Regions from separate parts of the Zea mays genome. Here region 2 is linked to region 1. Evidence: chromatin contacts called from public Hi-C data. All regions are on one chromosome and are shown on one strand. The core of a region is the stretch at or near the end of the contact, and the rest is flanking DNA. Distances in the headings are between cores, read along the strand shown.

Region 1 (3,750 bases), core at 482-2,981:
CTCTGGCCCGCGTGCTGTGCTTTGCTGTGAATCTGTGATGTGTTGTTTGTTGCTCCGAGTGAATGAGCCGGGGACAGCAGAATTACGACAGGACGGGCAGCAAGCAAGGACCACGACCACACACCCCGCCCACACACACACACACACACACACAAAAACCCAATCCCCTGTTTTTCCCTTCCCTCCCCCCTCCTCTGCGGTCAGAGGCCTGGTTGGTTGCTGGACATGACGGGACTAGGATGCATGGTTGCGGACTTGCGGCACAGCTCAGGCCTCAGGGTCAGCGACTGCGCCTGGCAGCGTGGATCGGGCGCTCCAGCTGCGGCACTCGTTCGCCCATGCGGGAGGGGACAGACAGCCATGGGCAGCCTCATCATAGCTGTCGTCCGGGCCTCGCCTGACATGCCCCGTAAACCACTCCAAAGCACTAGTAGCAAGCATGGGTGATTATTATTATCACGACGGTGCGCTGATGGCGTAAGGTTTAAGCGTAATAAGCCACGCCGCCTGGCCGGCCTAGCCTAGGAAACACACAGCACAGCACAGTACCTGGGAGACGACGTCGCGGGCGGCGAGGGCGAGGATGTCGGCGCAGGACACCCTGTTGGCGCAGCGCGGGTCGGCGTCCACGGCGGCCTTGGCGCGGGTGACCAGGTCGAGCGCGTCCGGGGACAGCGTGGTGTCGGCGCCCGCGCTGTGCTCGTCGTCGGGGCCCGACAGCAGCACGGACGCGTCGCAGCCCTGTGAGGGGAGGGGAGTAGGTCGATCGGTCAGCTGACTCAGGACCATCTCTCAAGAGTCGGGCGAGCGTGGAGCACGACGACGGACGGGGTACGTACCCTGACGAAGCAGTCATGGAAGAAGAGGCGGAGCGTGCCCGGCGCCGCGTTGAAGGTCTCCTGCAGCTTCTGGGTGACGGCGCCGCGGACCAGCGTCTCCACGTCGGGGCACGTCGACGCGTAGTAGCTCTGGCTCAGCTGCGCCTGCGCCTGCGCCTGCGCCGCCGCGCACCACCACCACGCCGCCGCTGCCAGCGCTACGGCGACCACGCTGTGCCACCGCCGCGACCTCATTGTGCGCGTGCCCCGGCCCGGCCCGAGCTTATCTGCCTATGCTATTGCTAGTAGCTAGCAGTCGGATGCTCTCGACTGCAGGGCTGCTCTCGGCTCTCTGGCCAACCTCCCCTTCCCTCTCTCTGGCGTGTAGTTGCCGCTGCTCCTTCCTCTCGTTCGCTCCTCTCTCTGTGCCCCTCCCGGCTATACTACCTCCGCGCGTGTGGAGCTACTATGATTAACACTGGCTGCTTGCTTTAAGTGGGGAGAGAGGCGGGCGCTTATATAGATGGGCTGGGCCGAGCAGGGCCGGGCCTGACTAACACCTTCGGGAAAAAGAAATCCTTCTATGCAACGGGCCAACGGCGCCGCACGCCGCTCCCGCTGCGTAGGCGGACGACGCGTGTCCTGCTGGCCCTTTCTCTTGCAATGCTCTGCTTCAGGGGTGAGGATAGAGTTAGAGTCGTTGTTTGTTTATGCGAGTAGATTTTACAGCGTTCAGAGGGTGAGGTGAGGTAGTATACACGCTCGCACTGGCCAGCCTCGAAAGCGTTAAAATCTTGACTCCTGTCTCGGCAGCTTGCACGGTCTGCAGTGTGTAGACTGTCCCAGCAAGCGTCGTCCTCGGCCCTCCGCCATCCAGCTCACCTCGTCCAGCCCGTCTAGGCGCTCGCCACGCTCTGTTCCTCGGAGCGCCGTCCGAGACGGGACTCGGGAGTACAGTACTGTACATCCGGCGGGCAGGCCGCGCGCGCCGTGTTCGAAACCCCCAGGACAAGGACATGGCATGGCATGTGGGCTCGGCACCTCCCCCGCTGCCATGCTGCTGGCTTGCTGCATGCGCGGGCAAGCCTACAGTAGTCAGTCGTCCACACTCCACAGAGACCCACGCCGCATCGCGCGCGTGCGTCTGCTAAGTACGGCGCGGCGCGACGAGAGGCGCCGCGCCGGGAGAGGAAGAGTCTCGTCTCGTGGTAGGGGGCCAGCGCCCAAGGTCACGGATGGCGACTGGGGAGAAGATTGCCCGGGTTTCTTTCATGGTACCACTACCAGAAAAGCGCTCGTCGTGGCTCAACTCAAGACGAAGCAAAGCGACGGGTTTTTTTTGCCTTTTTTTTTCTTTTTTCCCCCTTTTTTCCGCTCCTTTCCGCCGCCGTTCTCTGACTCTGATGGCTTCCAGGCCTGGGCGAAGGCAACGGAAAGGAAAGCCGCACACAAGGCATCGGTGTCCGTGGCGCTGCCGAAAGCGGGGGAGCGTGGAGCGGCGGCGATGTCCGAGACTGGCATTGTTATCCAACCGGTCTGAGGTTTCCGTTCCTCAGTATAGGATGGATGCTGGATGCGTATCGGTGTTCCGTTGGGGAATCCCGCACGATTATGGCAGGAACGCCCGTACCGGCCGCTGCCAAACTCGGCAGCTTTGGTTTCGGGTTCGGTTTTGGTCGCCGTTCGGTGTCCTTGGTAGCCGAATGTCCGCACAGATCGATCTTCCTATTCTTTCACGTTTCTGAGTCCAGATCGTAGTCGGGCGTGGGAGAATTAATTGGTCCTACCCTACGCGTGCTGGACTGGAATGCCCTTCCACATGCTGTGTATGTGTGTGTGTGTCCTACGGCGTCGGCTTTGAATTTTAGGCTGGTCGCCGCCTGCCGTCCTGTCCTACGCGTGCTCTGGATTGCCGCCCGCCCGCCCGCGTCTGGAACCGGAACTCCTAGTCCCAGGACACGGGGACGCCCAAGAGCGGCGTCGCCCAGCAGGAACTCGATCCCGGTGGTGGTTCTGGTTCGGGCCGCGGTCATCTTTATCGGTATAAGCGTGTGTGGCAGTACAAAAGATAGATAGATTACAAAAAAAAGGCGCCCCGTGATGGTAAATCCTAATTAATCCGCACTGACGTAGCTTCAACGGCAAAGTCCGGCCGGCGGAGCCATCATGATGATTGATAATAGTGACCGAGCCGGTGGACGACGGCGACGACGAAGATGATTACGCTCCCAGCGCCGCCACAACGGCTTTGGCGGATGGCGACCCGGCGTCGGCTCATCGGCTGTGACTCCTCTCCACTCTCCCTCTCCGCGCCCGAGACCCATCATCAGTGCAGGGCCGTCCGACTGATCCATCCTTCCGCTCCATCCAGCCATGTGGCGAGAAAAGAAAAGGCCGCCTGTGCCTGCCGACGGATGGAAAACTAAACCATAGCAGGCATGGAAAACTAAAAGCATTCGTATGCCAAAAACAATTTACATAGGATTTTAGCTAAATCGGTTATCTATCTATCTATCCGTAGCCGACCAAAATTACTTGAATTACACCATCACGCTACTCAGGAGCAACTGAGGGCGGGGCTCGGGACCGGCATGATCGAGACGAATATGATTGTAATTAGAAAAAATACAACTAGAGATGTATCTATTTTAGAATGAATTTTAAATTCTAAAAGTGCAATTACCACAAAAATAAAAATAGAGGGAGTGCATAATTTTTTCGCTGATAATATTGATCTGCTTATATTTTTTATTTTATTTAGGACGGAGGTAGGTGCTCTCCACGTAACGTGGGTCCGGCTGGCGCCTGCGTGCGCGTACGCCTAGCCTATGCCACCCGGCGGCGAGCTCGAGCTTGAGCAGTGGTGCACGCAAAGATTAGCCAGGCCAGGCCAGTAAAAGACAAGGCGTGGCCAGCCGGCGCAGCACTGGCA
Region 2 (3,866 bases), core at 828-3,327, 190 kb before region 1:
TTCCTCTCAGTCCTCTCTAAGGGCAGACACAATAGGATAGATAGCACACCCTGTATAGCAATATCCATGTCATCTATATATTGTACTAATGTAAATACTTTGCAATTTTGTATGTATAGTGGATATCTATAGGTGTTTTTAATACTTTATTCACTCTTTACAGCATCTCGGTTTCTGCGTGCTTACCGCAAGTTCATAGCTAGCTGCACTCCGTCTTCATTTAATTTGTTACTATATAAGATAGACGTTGACATGAATTTTTATAAACAGGTGACAGTGTACCATTGCTGCCATTGCGGCTGCCCTAATCCTTTTGCAAGCGAACAAGCTGAGAACGGGAAATGCGGCACCGGTCCTGCAGCCAATCCTAGGCTGAGGGCCTGAGGCTGCGGGTTGCCTGCCACCGCACCCGCACGGGGACGGCCGGACGGGGCGCCCTACCAAAATTATTATTATTTTTGGCAGGAAACATTTAAAATTCGCAGAGCAGGGGGGGATGGCAGGGCGTACATGGATGGATGACACGCGGAACGGAGCACCGCCACTCGCACCATCTGCTCTGCCATGACCGCCATGCGGGCCAGGCCGTGCCTGCCCGCCGAAGCAGTGTCAGCGGGCAGCGGCTGAAGCGCTAATCGCGCCCACGACACGAGCCACGCCCTGCCCACTGCTCTGATCGTTTTTTTTCCTGGGACGGGGGCATTCATTCCCTCGCTGCGCAGGCGCGCGCACGAGCTCCGTTCGATCTCAGGCGCGCCATGCTGCGAGAGCCAGTTTTAAAAAGCGGTGGGGGGTTAACATCTTGGCCCCCCTTCGCCTCGCCCCGAGCGATTTGTTTTGACGGGCTGTCCAAAAAGTAACCTCCCACCTAGGTAAATGCGTGCCAAGACGGAGTAGATTAGTCGCTTGAAACAGGGATCCTTGTCTCTCTGCTCCCCAGCCCAGGCGGCTGAGCGGCAAGTGGGACGGATATTGATTTTTTTGCTTTCGTATATAGACGATCCAATTCCGATTGTTTGTGTGTGAATGTAGGTCCGAATATAGAACGATCTGTAAATTTTATTTTATGCAGATTAGTTGACGTTTAGTATAGGATAAGCGATAGGTTATCTTCGTCCACTAAAACTTAAGAGTAATTCATGATAATAACAAAAAAAGAGTTTGTTAGCTGGGATTTTTTTTTGGTTTTATGACGTGACCGTGTGACATTATAAATTTGAGATTGAGATCTGGCTTACTTTGCATTTATGAGTGGGGATAACTTTTTAAATGTTAATTATGTTGATGTGATATGAGGAATCACTCATAAAAAATGAAGTGGTGCATCATGTGTTCAATCCTTAAATTTAGTGGAATGACCTCATTTCTCGTATTAATATTAACTAACTATGAGGAATGAAGTGGTGATGGATCAACTCATTCTATTTAATAAACCAAACGAAAAAAGTGAGGAGTGAGAAGATATTGCGCTAGCTCAATCCTCAAACCAAACACACTATTAAGATTTTTGCCGACTACTTGTTAGTGTTGACTAAGGGTCTATTTGATAGGATCTTGCATCAACAACTTTAGCTATGGCTCTTACTTTTTCTTGAAAAAAACATCTTACTCCAAAGAGACTATTTAGTTGGAAACATTATTCTCCTAATTTTATAAATAGAGTCGAAGAAGTCCCTTTTTTAGTTCCAGCAGTCCCAGGCTTCCAGCTTCGCTCCGTTTCTAGGGCAGCTTCTCCTTATTTTTACGAAGAAGTCAATAGAAGAGCCTCTCATTTAGAGATTTTTTTTCAAAAAAATTATTGAAGGAGCATTTGAAAGAGCCCTACCAAAAAAGATCTAAATTTTGATAATATAAATTTTTCTATGTATACACACTTGACTATTTTAATATGCATCCATCTCTATATCCACATTTAAGTCTGAGGTCGACTCTAGTAGCCTCGTATGCGATTTCTTATCTCATTCATATTTTAAACTTCACTTTGTAAAGTGTCATCTAGAGTTACACATCCCCTATTTTACACCGTCGACTATAGAAAAATCCATTTTTCATCCTCATCCAAGTATTATTATTCGCTCCGAATCCAAAAGGAAAGACGAATTAACATACGACAAAGATATTCTCATCGCTACATATGCAGCTGCTGCGCTCTTCCTATTTATTATTCAGAAAAAAATAAATTAAATAAACTATTAAGTTCCTCGTCTGACACATGGCCCCACCGAGCCACAACTAAACTGTCAGTGTCCCTGTGTACTGTACTCCACTGTACTGATGCCACTCGTTCATCAGCTCAGCTCGATTCATCACTCGGCGACAAGCCGCACGCGGGTGGCCTCACCGGCGGAGCAGCGCAGCTGACCTGGACCCCACCAACCGAGGCCCCCACGGCCTCGTCTCCCCGCCACGAGGCCCCATCGCCGGGAGATCGGCTCACCGCGCCCACTTCTGGGGCTAGTAGCCTAGCCTAGCCTGCTGCTGCTTCACTCCTAGTCTCCACCGCTATTATTACTACCCCTACTACCTCTTGGTTACAAATCGCGAACGCTTGTGGTGGCAGCATCGGCAGCGCCACCCGCACCCGGCAGCAGCAGCGCTTGTGGTGTGGCTCACTGGCTCCTGTGTCGGTCACGGCCTCGACCGATCGCCTGCTGCTGCGAGAGGAGGCGATGGAGCCGGCGCGGCGGCTCCTGCTGTCGGACTACGACGGCGCGATCGAGTCGCCGCTGCCGTCGCCGCCGCCCTCCTCGGCCACGCCGTTCCGCCCCGGGGTGGCCGTCGTCGTCGGCATCCTCACCAGCGTCTTCTCCATCACGTTCCTGCTCCTTCTCTACGCCAAGCACTGCAAGCGCAGCGCTGCGGAGTCGTCGGGGCCCTACGGGAGCGCCGGCTCGGGCGGTGGGTTCGGGTCCTCCGGCAACGGCGCGGGCGGGGACCGGAGGAACTCCGGCGTCGACCGCGCCGTCGTGGAGTCCCTCCCCGTCTTCCGCTTCGGCGCGCTGCGCGGGCAGAAGGAAGGCCTCGAGTGCGCCGTCTGCCTCGGCCGGTTCGAGCCCACGGAGGCGCTCCGCCTCCTGCCCAAGTGCCGCCACGGCTTCCACGTCGAGTGCGTGGACACGTGGCTCGACGCGCACTCCACCTGCCCGCTCTGCCGCTCCCGCGTCGACCCGGAGGACGTCCTCCTCCTCCCGGAGCCGCCCAAGCCGTCTACCACGGGCCCTCCTGACCCACCGGAGACGAAGGCGGCGGCGGCGGCGGCGGCGGGCAAAGAGCCGGCTCCGGCTCCGCCTCCAGCTCCAGCCCCAACGCCCGCGCAGTCCGGTAGGAGGATCTCTGGCCGGCACTCCACGGGGTCAGTGCGCGCGCCTGGGCGTGTCGGCCCGGCCTCGCGGCGGTCGGCCGACGGCGGCGTCGCCGTCGGCTGCTTCGACGGCGCCAAGGTGCGGAAGGACCGCGTGCTGCTGGTGGAGCCGGCGGCCGTGGTGGCAGAGCCAGACCCGGTGGCGTTCGACCGGCGGTTCGGGCACCGCATCCTGGTGAGCACCGCGGGCGGGTGCAAGGGCGAGACGGCCCCCGCGGCGCAGCAGCGGTGGAGCGACCTGCGACCGTCCGACCTCATGTTCGTCCGCGCCGAGTTCCTGGTCACCGACGCCGGCCGCCACTCCTGCTCCGCGGCCGTGAACTCCGGCAACGCCAGGAGCGCCATCGGCGTGCGCAGCGTGTCGGAGCTGGCGGGGGTGCGCCGTCTCCCGCCCATCCGCGCCGGAGCGTGCGAGGGCGAGCCACGAGCCGGCGGCGGTGGCGCCCGGCGGTGGCCCGGGTCGAGCTGGTGGGCGCCACGTGGGGACCCCGGCCGTGCGTAACGG

The links. Hi-C and Micro-C count contacts between places; a contact is called where the count stands out from the background.
Region 2: a contact with region 1 is called in a Hi-C map of tassel, with 5 times the contacts expected there. The contact joins the promoter of LOC103626372 here to the promoter of LOC111589307 in region 1. A contact is called at or near these places in 8 of 25 Hi-C or Micro-C datasets (bundle sheath, ear, endosperm and 4 more).

What each region holds. Positions count from the first base shown.
Region 1 is chr5:55,192,208-55,195,957 of Zm-B73-REFERENCE-NAM-5.0, reverse strand. LOC111589307 reads left to right here and starts at 1,731. Exons shown (of 2, transcript XM_023300124.2): 1 at 1,731-2,150; 2 at 2,233-3,514. The coding sequence starts at 1,840. The coding sequence ends at 2,563. LOC100286338 reads right to left here and starts at 1,288. Exons shown (of 4, transcript NM_001159225.1): 1 at 840-1,288; 2 at 550-741. The coding sequence starts at 1,073.
Region 2 is chr5:55,387,285-55,391,150 of Zm-B73-REFERENCE-NAM-5.0, reverse strand. LOC103626372 (RING-H2 finger protein ATL43) reads left to right here and starts at 2,077. Exons shown (of 1, transcript XM_008646778.4): 1 at 2,077-3,866. The coding sequence starts at 2,670. The coding sequence ends at 3,863.